Linked DNA regions of Drosophila melanogaster: all the other regions are linked to region 1. Evidence: chromatin contacts called from public Hi-C and targeted proximity ligation data. All regions are on one chromosome and are shown on one strand. The core of a region is the stretch at or near the end of the contact, and the rest is flanking DNA. Distances in the headings are between cores, read along the strand shown. Region 1 holds the start of Naam (Nicotinamide amidase). Region 2 holds the start of CG4733. Region 3 holds the start of bnl (branchless). Region 4 overlaps bnl (branchless).

Region 1 (3,265 bases), core at 368-2,867:
ATGAGTTATAAAAATAACTTTATTTTGCCAAGTGTGTTATGTCTGGCCTCAACCTTTGTGCCAATTTAAATGCGTAATTATAACGAGTGCCAGAGAGCAGTTAGAGTCCGTTCTGGCCTGCATATTAATTACGTTCACGGCGCCGCACAAAAGCGGAGTCCTGAAAGCCTGAAAGGGGAGGAAATCTTGGCAGGACCAAAGCAGACAATAGGAATTTTAATCAAGGATCAGCGTGCTCGAATTTATTTAAAGGTGGGCCATCGGAGCACCCCACCCACAGTGTGCTTCGCTCCTGGCCCCTTGGCGCTCTGGTTGGTAATCTGGTCAGCGTGTTTCAGGCATGCCATGAATGCCTTGCCTTACCTTGCCCCTTTCCCAGGCCCTTCTATTCACAAGCACAAATGCCGGCCAATTGTGGGGCTCCGTGAAGAGGGGACAAATAAAGGCTAATTAAGAGCGGAATGACAAGGCGAAGAAATGGGTTTTCATTGTTGCTGCCAAGCCGGGGCCAATGTTATTCTAAGATGGCACAAACTCACGATCCAAAGGTATTTAACCTTTCTTCTCATAAACGTACTATAACTTTCTCCGTAAATCTTTTCAATTTTTATTACCTGAAACATTGAGATAAACTAATCACGTCAGGCTAAAAATAGAAACATAATTCCATTTTCATTGGTTTGCCTCTGGCTGGCCTTAACCGGCCATCTCTTAAGAGTTTCCGTAGTGTAGCGGTTATCACGTGTGCTTCACACGCACAAGGTCCCCGGTTCGAACCCGGGCGGGAACAGTCGAAATAGTTTTTTGTCTTTTTTTATTTCATTATTATAGTTATTTTGCGATAATATTAAATTTAACATAATATTCACATTAAAGATGCGTCATCTTCCCATTCAGGGGCGTTTAATTGGAATTTTATTTGCATCAGCACAATGTGTTCTAACCTGGCATGATAAAATACATATAATGTTTATTTAACAAATCATTTGATTTACAAATTTGCTCGCCTTAAGCCGTATTTATTTGAAGATTTGAAGGGCTGGAGAAATGTTATCTTGGGCGGACACTTAACAGAATCATAAGCTTTCGTCCCGGCTTTACATATGATATGTATGATGAAGCTCAAAGTTTGTGCTTTACACTGCCCAACAAAGATCGACACCCAATAATTATACGAACGAGAAAATAAAACGATTTCAAAACCTTTGGAACTTTTCATTTCACTAGAACTCCCTTGACTTTTTGGACCCGCGTTCTTATACATTTTCATGAATCACACTCTTCATCTTCCGTATAAGAGAGCTTTCTCTTTCGGCTACTTACCACGCGATAGTCCAAAAAAGCTTTGCATAAACAAAACACTCAGAGCTTTCAGAGTCCACGCACCGAATGTGGTAGCAATGTCAAATTCGTGATTATCAGCGTTAATTGTACAATATTATGATTTATTCGAGCTGTAAATCTTCACAGCAAGCACAAACTGTAATTATACCACTTAGAATTCGTTGATGTAGTCAATTTTTTGAGATAATACAAACATTCCCGAGAAACTTAAAGAACTCGCCGGTTGGAGGGAACAATTCGCGTCCGTCAGCTGTGAAAGCTTAATGCCAACTGAGAGAACCGGCATCGAGAAAAAAGCCTTATGCAATTGCTCACGTTTGTTTACCAAGTAGTTCCCAGTAAGTGATAAATAATAATGAATGAAACTTATCTATCATTTAGTCACTTCCCCATTGATAGTTTCCAGAATGTCTGAACAAAGGGGCATAGCTATCGAAATTATAGAATTAAATCCCCCCACTTTATTTCATTGACACTCGTAATTCCAAAAGTTACAAACTGTAAATAATTGTTTGCCGCTCCCACGCTTCGATTCATATAAACTGAAACGATTACTATTGTTTTATCCAAAGTCAATTAGCTTTGGATCATTGGCTTTTGATTGCGTAAGATCATTTTACGATTTCAACCACTACAATACAGCGAATTTTCTCCTACTGCTGCAGAGCATATGACCATATATGGAAAATGATTTTAAAATCACCATATACCATATAAATTCAGGCTATCATTTAAGAAAATCTTGCTAGGGAATGCTAGCTGCTAATAGGATGTATTACTAGTTAGCAAGACACAGTTAATTAGTAAGTCACAGTAATTAGTAAGTAAGCAGCAGCTTGAAATACCAAAATATTATATCTACGAATTTCCGGTGTCTTGAAACACTCTATATTTTGTTTACACATTTTATTTATCAAAATTAAATATAATATATATATTAATTTAGTCAACAAATGCCAATCATCATGGCGATGGGATGCGGTTAATAAATAGTACACTCCATTGATCAGGAGGGGAAGTTCATTAAGAGTACATAGACTAGTGCGTACCTAAACCTAGGCTATAGTTACTGCTAAGGTGGATCGGTGGAACGGGAATGCGATTAATCCCTCGTGTGATCGCGTATCCAGTCAAGGTATTCAGTGACTCGAGTATAGACACCTGGATGGGCATAAAAATTAGTAAATGCTCTTTAAAGTAATGTTTCTGTAGCGCAACATACCTGGATATCCCGGCTCACCACACTTGTTGCCAAAGGACACCACTCCCAGTTGAACCCAGTGGGAATCATATCGCATCATCAAAGGACCGCCAGAATCGCCCTGCAAAACGGTTAAATTAGTTTTGATCCTCTATGAATGGAAACTCCTTTATTAACTCACCTGACAAGCATCCACTCCGCCATCGGAGTATCCTGCGCAGATGAAGTTCTCGTTGATAGGCTGGAAGTAACTGCGGTCGCAATCCTCATTCCGCCAAATGGGCAGTTCCGCCTGTCGTTGGCTGGTGGACTCCTTACCACCGTAGTAGGTGGTGCCCCAGCCCACAACGGTGGCTCTACGTCCGGGAAGCCGTTCCTTGGGCGGCATCCTGATTCCCTTTGGCAGGCAGACAGGGATTACATACTTTGATTTCCTCACGGGCTTATCCAAAACAAGGATGGCAATGTCATTGTAGAATCCAATGCGGGAGAATCTGAGGATACACACGTTACCAATACTATTCACATTAGGAGGTCCATAACCTACCGCTCATGGGTGCGCACTTCCTTGACGGCGAAGGTCACGGGATCAGAGGGTTCCGCATCCGTTGACAGATCGATGTCACCCAAGCGAACCGTAAACTGTCGAGCAGCAAATCTAGAAGAAAAAGTCGATATTAGTGCCCATCAAATGCAGGACTCACTATGACTTACGGTTTT
Region 2 (3,265 bases), core at 231-2,730, 220 kb before region 1:
CTTGTGCAAAAACAAACAATTAATCAATTGATTTAATTGAATCATTTTTTACGGGTCAAAAATAAGTGGGATCCCACTGTGCATGCGTAAGAAATAGACAAGAGCGGTCAAAATTTTAGCACCAAGTGATCTTATAAAAGTTTTCACTAAGTAATCGGATGTTTAATAAAACAAAATATGAAGTTTTGAAATAAGTGCAAAATCTGCGATTATTAGAAAACCATTTTAATATTATCTAAGCCAACTAATAAATTTTAAATAAAATAAATTTAATAAAATAAAAAATTTTATTTATTTAAAAAACGTTTAAAAAAAGTTTCGTTTGGATAACTCTTAATTACAAAATGTCTCATTGAGAATTAGCGTCATAAAAGTTATTTTGTTGACTTGGAATACACATTGACGTACGAAACTGACCTACAAATTTACTTATATTGAGTCAGTTTTTTTTTTACAAAAACTCTGATAAGTCGTTTCGTTTTCAATTTTAGTCACTGTCATATGAGGTGCATAATAAAACGCAGAAACATTGTGCAAAACAAAGTTTCTAAATAGATCTGCAATGAGGAAAGGCGTTTGCAAATCCATTTAGCGATGCTATTGTCTTGACCTCAGCTGTTGGTTGTACTATTTCGCCGTTTTTACGTGGGGTTCCAATGGGATAGGAACGGGAATGGGTTGGGGTTGGGAACGGGGACGAGATGAAACCGGGAGCTGCGTTGCGTTTGCGACTGCGGCTGCTGCTTCTTCAACTTTGTACTATTTATTCGAAAATAAATTTCGAAGTAGTTGCCGCTCACAGACACACGTGCACGCACACTGGCCCAATGCACTTTACATACACTTTACGAGCCAGAGTGCACTTGTGTGTGTATGTGTGTGGCTGGTGGGGTGTATGGTGGTGCATGACGTACATATAGTTTGATATTTGTCTGCCTTTATTAATGATTGCATTTGGGCCCGGAGGGCGCGTGCTGAGAACAACGGCGACACCGAGAGATTCCGTCATTAATTAATTAACCAAGCCGAACCGAAAGCGAAACCGACCAGAGGTTAATCGAAATTTTCGCGGCACGACATTTTTGCCGTGCGCTCTTCTTTTGGCGAAATGCGCGAAATATTAACAAACGGGGGAAAACACACGAGGCAGCGGGATATTTTGGAAAACTCTGGCAAGCTTCCGCTTGGCGAGTCTAAAATTAACAGCAAACAGAACCGAAAACAGAGCAGAATAGAACACAGAATCCACAGATCTGAAAATCCGAGTCCGAAATCGGAAAACCGTCGTATATCCGAGCGACTAGCGGTGCAGGCGATGCTGCTAAGGTCCGTGTTGTTACTGTAAATCTTCGGCCGCTGAAAATAACATCAGCCTCCGTTCTGCGAGCGATCGGTCGGTCCGCAGAGACGACGAGCCAACGGAGCGGATGAGCGAGAGTGCTACGCGGTGATCTCAGCTGTTGCTGCTGCTGCGGCTGCTGCTGCTCCTACTGCCGCTGCAACTACGCTAATGACACCAGCAGCCCCCAAGAACGAGCGCTCCCACACACGAGCGACCTGCGATCGAATCAGAGCTGAGCCGATCGACGGAAAAAGACGCTGACTAATCGGCTGGGAAATCCGCCAGATCGGATTAAGCTCATTTCGAAGGGAGCGGCAATACTGGACCGCAGGGTTCAAGGTTTTGGGTGTAAAAATACAATTTTCCCTTAATTTAACGTTATATGTGGAATATAATTTGCTTGGGAAAAAGGCATTATATAATATATACACCAATGGTTTTTTTGTTGGAAGAGATATTTATATCATAGAGAAAGCTATTTTAAAAATTTTTTAAGTAATTAGTAAAATTTTACTATTCTAAAAAATAATTAAATAAACAAAAAAATATAACGAACAATGTCTATAATTGTTATATTACATTCAGTTTTAATTAAAAGCTATAAAAGAGCTAAAAGTACAGCTCAGCAGCAGTGAGAGAGTAGGAGAGCGGCGCCCGAAAAGATCCATTACTTTGGCGTTCTTTGAGCAGCCGCTCCATCATCCTCTCGCTCTCTCTCTCTGCGCTCTCACCTACCCCCACACGACGGCGCAGCGGCAGCGACGTCGGCAGAACACTTGCCGCCGTTTACCCACTCACACGCACACTCACACACGCGTCACTCACACTGGCGAGCGCGAATCCATTGTCGAACATAAAAATACAAAAATCAAATCATAGGTGTTTGTTAATTATACACTGTGCCCTGGAGCCAGGGTGTCACGGTTCGTTTGAGAAGTTTGGACATGTCACGTAAATACCAGGTATTATAATAAAACGCTATTATTTGAATATAATAATAATATTATATTATAAGCATATTATATTATACTTACTTATACTTTACTTACTTATTAAATTCGTGAAATATACAGAGCATACTTTCAGGTACATACACCCCGAACTCAAATCTTTATCGTTATCAATACACGATCAACATAAATGTATTATTGTCGTATTAAATATTACAGAGAAGGGCATTCAAAGTGCCGGGTAAGTTTGGTTCTGCCTCTCTAGTTTCAAATTTGCCCGCCTCATTGAGCAGGAAAACAACAAATTCCCCAACAATAACAACGTCTACGGATCGCAGCGTTTATCTCGCTTATTTGCTAATGCTAAATGATCGTCTTCTTCCCCGCCTTCGGCGGCCTTCTTCCACTTCACATCGCAATGTTTGTTGCAAGTTGGCTTGTCCATATGTCTCTGTTGTTGCTATACCCATTTCGTTACTTGGCTTTTATGTTTGGGCCATCTAGCAGGTGGGCGGGGGACTTTTGTTGTTTAGCGAAACCCGAAAATGCCGAATAAATTGAAATGCGATTCATGGTTTATACCCAGATTATTTGTATATATGCATACACAGAACTGTAGGTAAATACGTAAGTATGGGAACCGCAAGTGCGGCTAACGATGACGCCAATATAATGATCATGATGATCAAATTGATGGTAATGATAATGGCGATATGAGCGCAGCTTCCGGTTTTGCGCCTCGGTATTTTTGTTAGTTTTTTGCGCTGGCTAACTTTATATGAATATTTATTACCTGCGCTTTTTTTGTATTGTTTTGCGGTGTGTAATTGATTTAAACCGAAAGATCTGCCGACATGTGTCGACTGTCACACCAGCTGACAGTTATTTCGGTTTAGTTCCATATTTGGGTTGGGCGCAAAGCGTGGCATCCCATTTGGCCATTTGGATTAGCCTAAAACTTGACCCAATTCAA
Region 3 (3,265 bases), core at 205-2,704, 170 kb before region 1:
ACACACATATGGGTATCTGCACCATGTGATTTTTTATAAGCGCCTTCTAAATAGATAAGATAAACTTGTATTCAACGAAATTCGCGCATAGCTGCCTTAACTTTTAAATTTGCCGTGTGACAGTATTTTTGGGGCTAAATTTTGGTCAACATCTAAAATTAGCAAAAATTTCGGTTGGTCAGAAATAGGTTTTGTGGTTTATTGCAGCCACAGGCAAATGAGTTGGTCAAAGTTCAAACCTTATCAGTGCGAATACAACGATGCGATTAGCACCTATCGTGAGTTGGCTTTCCCACGCGACTGATTCACTGGCAATGTTTAGCCGAATAATAAAGGGTACTGGGTGACGCTTGTTGTTGCACTTTGTGTTGTTAGTTAATTGGTATTTGTGCAAGTCCACGCTACCTGGCGAAATACGTCAAAAGCACTGGAAAAGGTCTACGCGCCAAAAAGCACAACCGCCACCAAACGCAATCCAATCAAAAACAAAAAGCAACTGCAATCTCTCCCTTTCACAATGTCTGTTTGAAAACCGTCACGTGATTTGTCGCCGTCGACTTAGGGGGCTCATTATAGTGACAGAACTCTAACAAAAATTAGTAGACTACTGTATTTTATATATATATATATATATATTTTTTTTTTTATATATAGAACATTTTAGTTGAGCTTTATGTTCGAAAGTTGTTTTTCTAGTGACAGATAACACCTTGTAGCCTACATTGTGGCCCAAAAAATTTCAGAATTTTCGGTTAGATAGTTACCATGTAACCGTTTAAGATATTTAGAGTAAGAAAAAGTAGGCTTCATAAATGATTAAGATGACTACAGTTAACCACCCCAAACACTAACAGAATTTGTTTGTTTTACTTAAAATCCAAAAATAATTTTCTAAATACAACAAATAAGTACACAAAAAATAAAAAAAAATTGATTCATATTTTGCATTTAATGTTTGAGTACAATGTTGAGCTAGTAACACAGTAGTTTTTAACCACTCATTAAAATTTATAATTTATTCAGCTACAAAGTATAAATTAGCAACGAACGAAATACAAATCTTTTATAACGGTGTTTTTGATTCTGACGCTAATGTATGATGAATCAACGAGTTGGCAGCGTTTCAATCACTTGAGCCGCAGTTTCGTCAGATCGGAAGGATGAATTGGGAATAACAGATAAACCCCATATCACACCTAGGGAACCGACCGACCACCATTCACTACAGCTGACCACCGACCACCATTCTTGGCGTTTACCTTACTCGCCCACTACTTGCTCTCACTCTCTCCGTCTCCCTCCCGCCGAACCGCACCGCATCGCACTCTCTCTCTCGTGCTCGTTCCGTCGCAAACGTGCTCGGCGTGAACGCACGAAGCGTCGCCTCATCGACAGGGTCTTTTTGCTCATGGCTTCAGTCTCTGACTAGCACGCTTGGGGAACACACAGTGAGCGGAGCGTCCGCAGTCGCAGTAGCACTCGAAGTCCGCTTATCCGCATCCGCAGCGTTTTCGAATTTTTCAGACCTACCATTCGATCCGATCCGATCCATCTGGCACATCCTAACCATCTCTAATCGTAACCCCATCATCGTGATCGCGTCCGTAATCGCTCCGTTTTAACGTACTCGATGTTCCGGTTTTGTGTGCAATCGTTTTCAAAGGAGATCGAAACAATAATCTCGGCGGATAGGAAATTTGAAACACGAATGTTCGTTTCGCAATCCAAGAGAGTCGTTACAATTTGAAAAGCCCGCAATAAAAAAAAAAAATCGTTTAGATGCGAGCAATTCGAAGATCGGAAAATATATAAAAAAATAAATATATATATATGATTTGTGCTGTGTTTGAAAAAGGAATATAAGAAAAAAATTATGAAAATGTTGAATTGTTGTTGCCGTAAGTTTTAAAGTGTGCAAAGTGCAACTCTCTGAAAATCAACGAAGAATACAACGCGTCCAAAAAAAGAATCGTAAAACTGAAAAAAAAGCAAACAAACATAAAACCTAGGTGCGTAATTTTCTGTTTCAACGCTGTTACATAAGTTCTTTTTTTTAATAAGTTTGTTGTTCCTCCAAGTATTTGTTCGAATGTTGCAAAATATTTCATTGGATTTCGGTCTTTGGAGCTTAGCAAAAGCAAGCCTAAAATTATTGAAAGTTTCAAGTTTGCCGAACGGAAAAAATATATGTTTTTCTGTATTATTAGATTTGATGTTTTGAAATACTAAAATTTATAAAGAGTTTCAGTGTTCTTTGGTCGCGCAATGTTGGGCATTTAAATAAAATATTTTGAATACGTTGAAATGTGGCAATTTGTTTGGTAACTTTCAAAATAAATTTAAAACATTTTCCACTTGGCAGCGGGCCGAGTAATAAGTGTATTTAAATGACCCACGAGGGAAAGTAATTAAATAGCAATATGTATAAAAACGAAATAAATTGATTTCAACAAACAAATAGCAAGCTAAAGCAAATGGGCAAAAACTTAATTTATATTAGTGGCATGCTAATTGAAATAATTTAGTTCATATTTGATTTGATTGATCAATACCTGTGCAGAATGATATTCACTTAAAACGTAATCTGATTGCATTTAGGTATAAGCGAATTAAATTTGATTTGCAGCCTAGTTTTTCCAAGTACTTTTCCGCGTTTATCTGCCCCAAATAAACAATTGGTAAAGCAAACAAAATGTAGCAAAATGTTTTTTTTTGCCAACCGGTGAAAGCAAACGACCTTAGGAGAACCCACTCTATGAAAGCGAAATTCATATAAATTTAAGCACACGATCTTTGGGATTATTTATAGTTTTTTTTTTTGCAAAACGCATATACATTTGCGAATCTTTATCGCCGTCTTGAAATGTATCTGTATCTGCGTATATGCGAATTGTGCGTATCTCTATTTGCAAACGCACGCAGGCGCTTTTAATCTCATTTCGCTAACTTTTTCGCAATAAACTTTTTTTCTGCTCACTCTGCGCGTGCACTTTTTGTCCTATAAATTGGCGGCGCTGACTATTATCTAACATTTGTGCGCTATTATCTAAGCTGGCTTGTTGTTCTTGTTCTTCCTGCGGATGATTTGCGCTGCGTATCTGTATCTGTATTTTGTATCTGTGTGCGAATTTGCGTTATTGCCGCACGCTAGTATGCGTCGGGTTCAACAACTGCTAATCACATGCCGGATCACAGTTTGGACAGCCGAGCGACAGACAAAGTGCGAAATATGGGGATCGCGATAAAGAATAAACTGAATGAATTT
Region 4 (3,265 bases), core at 407-2,906, 130 kb before region 1:
CGTTGTTTTCACTTGCAGACACTTTTTGTCGCTGCTAATTTATTTGCAACATTTGCTGTTTACTGTGAATTAATTGCGAACGCAACTAAGCACGCTCTGTACTATTTACGCCCCCCCGCACAAACACAGCTGCAAATGCATTTACATCGGATGTGTGTTGTATGGCGTGTCTGATAGATACGACTTTGCACTGTGCGATATCGCACAAATACCCACACATTAGCACGTGCTATCTGGATCAGATGCAAATGTATCTGGGATTCAACATTTGAGGAGGCATTAGCTATTCGCTGCGCTGTTAACCATCCGCATTCCCATTCGCTCCCTTTTGGGACTGTTTTTTTTTTTTTTTGGAACTCCTCTCCTTAGTGGCAATTTGCCTTAAATCGAGCATTGGATCAACTAATTGAAATGTTATTTCTCATGTCAAATGTCTCCGAGGGCTGGTGACAGCTAAAAATACACAAAAACCAGCTCCCAGGCCCATTTTCAGTCCCATTTCCACTCCCGATTTCCAATCCTCCCAAGTTGACAGGCGACAGTTTGGCTGCGGAACTTTGCCGCATTTGCTACGCTCCAGTTTTGAGATTTCCGAATTGGCTGACTACAAATGTATATATGTATGTATATTTTGGGGAACTGCACAATGATAATATGTGTGTCAGCGAGCGGGAACTAACTAATCGTTTGCCATGTCAAATGTCGTCGATGGGGGAAAACTCTTTGAACTTTGACTGCGTCTTAATTTATCTGGTCACGGCTGGGTTAGAGACTTCTTTGCTCGGGAACTTAATAGTAGATAGTAGATACATTGTTGATTGATTTTTCAAGATAGGGGAATAATTTAAGGGAAAAATACACTGTTTTATGTGGTCCTTTGACTAGAAAAGAGCAAAATACTATTATTAAAATATTATTTCGATATTTTTACATATGTATAATAATTGGTTTTCTCAATCGCTCAATCATCATATCTATCAATCATCATATTATTCTTGCGCCCAAATAATGTACTCCTTCAAACTCTCAGTGCTCGATGCACCATCATCCATGGAACCATAAAATGGGAATACCTCAAACCATTGACACGACCAGATCATCAGCCCGCATCTGTCGCCTCGGTCGCGGAGTGAATAATTTTAAAAGCCGCCAGTCTGCACATGCTAAAAATGTTTTATGGACTTCTGTTTTTGTGGCTGTTGCCTGCAAAAAATGCCGTCTAACCAGACACTGGAAGAGTGGAACACCGGCTGACAGGCCGGGCAACTTGGCCTCAACGTCCGACAAGCAACAACTAACAACGGTTAACAATTTGACAACCACGGCTTTGACAGGCAACGCCAGCTAAATAATATATATGCGACTTATAACAGTTTAAGTTTGATTTTCCTCGCTCCGCATGTCTGTCGAATAATTAGAGTTTCCATTTGTTGGATTGCATAAATCAGCACAGCCAAGCGTATCTTACAAAATGTATGTTTCTCCCCATCTCGTCTCGGCTAATTGATTCGTGATAGGCCGTTGTGGCACCGCTAGCAGATAGTCAAAATGGCTTAGGATCATTCTGGGAATTCGAATGATTGATTCTGTGTGCAAAAGGGTCGTAAACTCGCACCACTTACGCCTCCAGCGATAGAAAAGTACGTATGGATGCCCAGTTTCTCGTACAATGCGACTCTCTTGTCATTTGCCAACGGGTGAGGGCGAATCATATGGTGGGCGGTTTGGACACGCCCGCTCGGCTGGGTTTTAAGTCTGGACCTCCGGCCTGATAATGTCATAACGCTTATCTCTCGGCCACGGCGACAATGTTGACAACCGCCGACTCCCACTCTCTTTTCGCCAACTGACACAGAATCGCATTGGAGCGAAACGGGCTTTAGTAGACGACTGCTGCTCGGGTCTAAAATTTATGACCGACTTAATGGCAAATGCAAATATTTGGCACAGAGGTCAGAGATCTAAGGCAGAGCAGGCAGATAGTTTCACGTACGGTTCCCTGCTGGATCCCAGTGTGTGACCATGAAACGGAGGCCAGAAGATGCTCTAATAACACTCTTTTGATTATATACTATAATATACGAAACTAGTGGTTTGAAAACGGAAACTTTACAACTCGATCTGATAGTGAAACGATAATTGCTGGAAAGATTAGTTAATACACCAGTCAAAATCATCCAGTGATCATCATTGATGATCATCATCAATGCCATAGTCTCGACCGCCTCGTGCCACTCGATCAATGATCAATGGGGACTCTAATGGCCAGTCAACCAAATGACTCAACACCTGCCAAAGAGCAGGTACCTCCTCCAACTCGCATCTAGACTAGATTCCTGGTCCGAAAGGCGAGATTCTGGCGGGGATCGGTGGAGAGCTGAGCAGCAGGTGGAGCGACCGGAGGCGGCGGTTGGGGCAGACAGCGCTGTCGCAGACGCAGCCACAGACGACGCCACTTGTCTTGTCGTGTCTCAAATTAATTAAAGACTCATCTACATATTTCATTTCCACTCCAACTGGTTGTTTAGTGGACAAGAAAAAGCCGCGGCCACAACATCCACATCAGAAAATGCGGAAAAACACAACCTGGAATGGGAACTCGGACCGGAGAACGGGGATCTCAGCGTGCGCCTCCGAAATTGGCCTGTCACTGGTCACGCACTTTGGGGCGGGGTGGGGGCGTGGTCCAGCTTGTTTTTTCGGCCCATGAAAAACATTTTACGGTTTTTAACATCTTGCTCAAGTTATTTTTTCCGACATATTTTACATATGTTTGTTTTTAGATTTTACAACTTTTTTTCCGCTTACAATTTTAACATAATTTTTCGTTTGTTTTTCCCAGCTTGTATTAATTTGTAAGAACGCACATTTCGGTGTTATTCAAATGTCGTAAACTTTCACTGGGAAACTTTTACCTAATCGGCTTTAGTTTTAGGGCTCTCCTTTGGTGGGCCAGGCCACTCGATTAGACAATGCATTTCGATGTGGAACTGCCCATACTTTACACATTATTAGTCTATTTTAATCAAATGAAGGCATTCTCAATAGCCCCATTCATTTTTCATTAATGAATTGGGCCCAGATGGGTAGCTTATTGATATGAAGCCCCTTATAGACCAAAAACGGTAGCGTTGATAAATCTAATTTGTCCCAGGGAGAAAGCCAGAATCCCCACACGTGTGCAATGACGATGCCCAGAAGAGAAATTCCAAACCAAAGTGGTCGTGACAAATCCCATCAGTTTGAATAGATCTCTTCCTGGAGA

The links. A called contact is a pair of places that touch in the nucleus more often than the background predicts.
Region 2: a contact with region 1 is called in a targeted proximity ligation map of the Kc167 cell line, with 3 times the contacts expected there.
Region 3: a contact with region 1 is called in a Hi-C map of the Kc167 cell line, with 2.3 times the contacts expected there. A contact is called at or near these places in 14 of 107 Hi-C or Micro-C datasets (the Clone 8 cell line, the D17-c3 cell line, the Kc167 cell line and 4 more) and 2 of 7 datasets of targeted methods (both in the Kc167 cell line).
Region 4: a targeted proximity ligation map of the S2 cell line shows a contact between it and region 1, with 7 times the contacts expected there. A contact is called at or near these places in 30 of 107 Hi-C or Micro-C datasets (the D17-c3 cell line, the Kc167 cell line, the ML-DmBG3-c2 cell line and 15 more) and 6 of 7 datasets of targeted methods (the Kc167 cell line and the S2 cell line).

The regions. Positions count from the first base shown.
Region 1 is chr3R:19,669,802-19,673,066 of dm6, reverse strand. It overlaps Naam (Nicotinamide amidase), which reads right to left and starts at 1,617. Exons shown (of 7, transcript NM_169872.2): 1 at 1,324-1,617. It overlaps CG7432, which reads right to left. Exons shown (of 7, transcript NM_142568.3): 3 at 3,260-3,265; 4 at 3,093-3,203; 5 at 2,727-3,039; 6 at 2,567-2,666; 7 at 2,240-2,505. The coding sequence ends at 2,447. tRNA:Val-CAC-2-5 (transfer RNA:Valine-CAC 2-5) reads left to right here and starts at 718; the gene lies at 718-790.
Region 2 is chr3R:19,888,904-19,892,168 of dm6, reverse strand. It overlaps CG4733, which reads right to left and starts at 1,480. Exons shown (of 9, transcript NM_001260269.2): 1 at 915-1,480.
Region 3 is chr3R:19,835,006-19,838,270 of dm6, reverse strand. bnl (branchless) reads left to right here and starts at 1,454. Exons shown (of 5, transcript NM_169874.1): 1 at 1,454-2,009.
Region 4 is chr3R:19,804,757-19,808,021 of dm6, reverse strand. The region is part of intron 2 of bnl (branchless); the gene reads left to right. Among named protein-coding and RNA genes, the nearest start is that of tRNA:Thr-AGT-1-7, 3.7 kb to the right of the region's middle.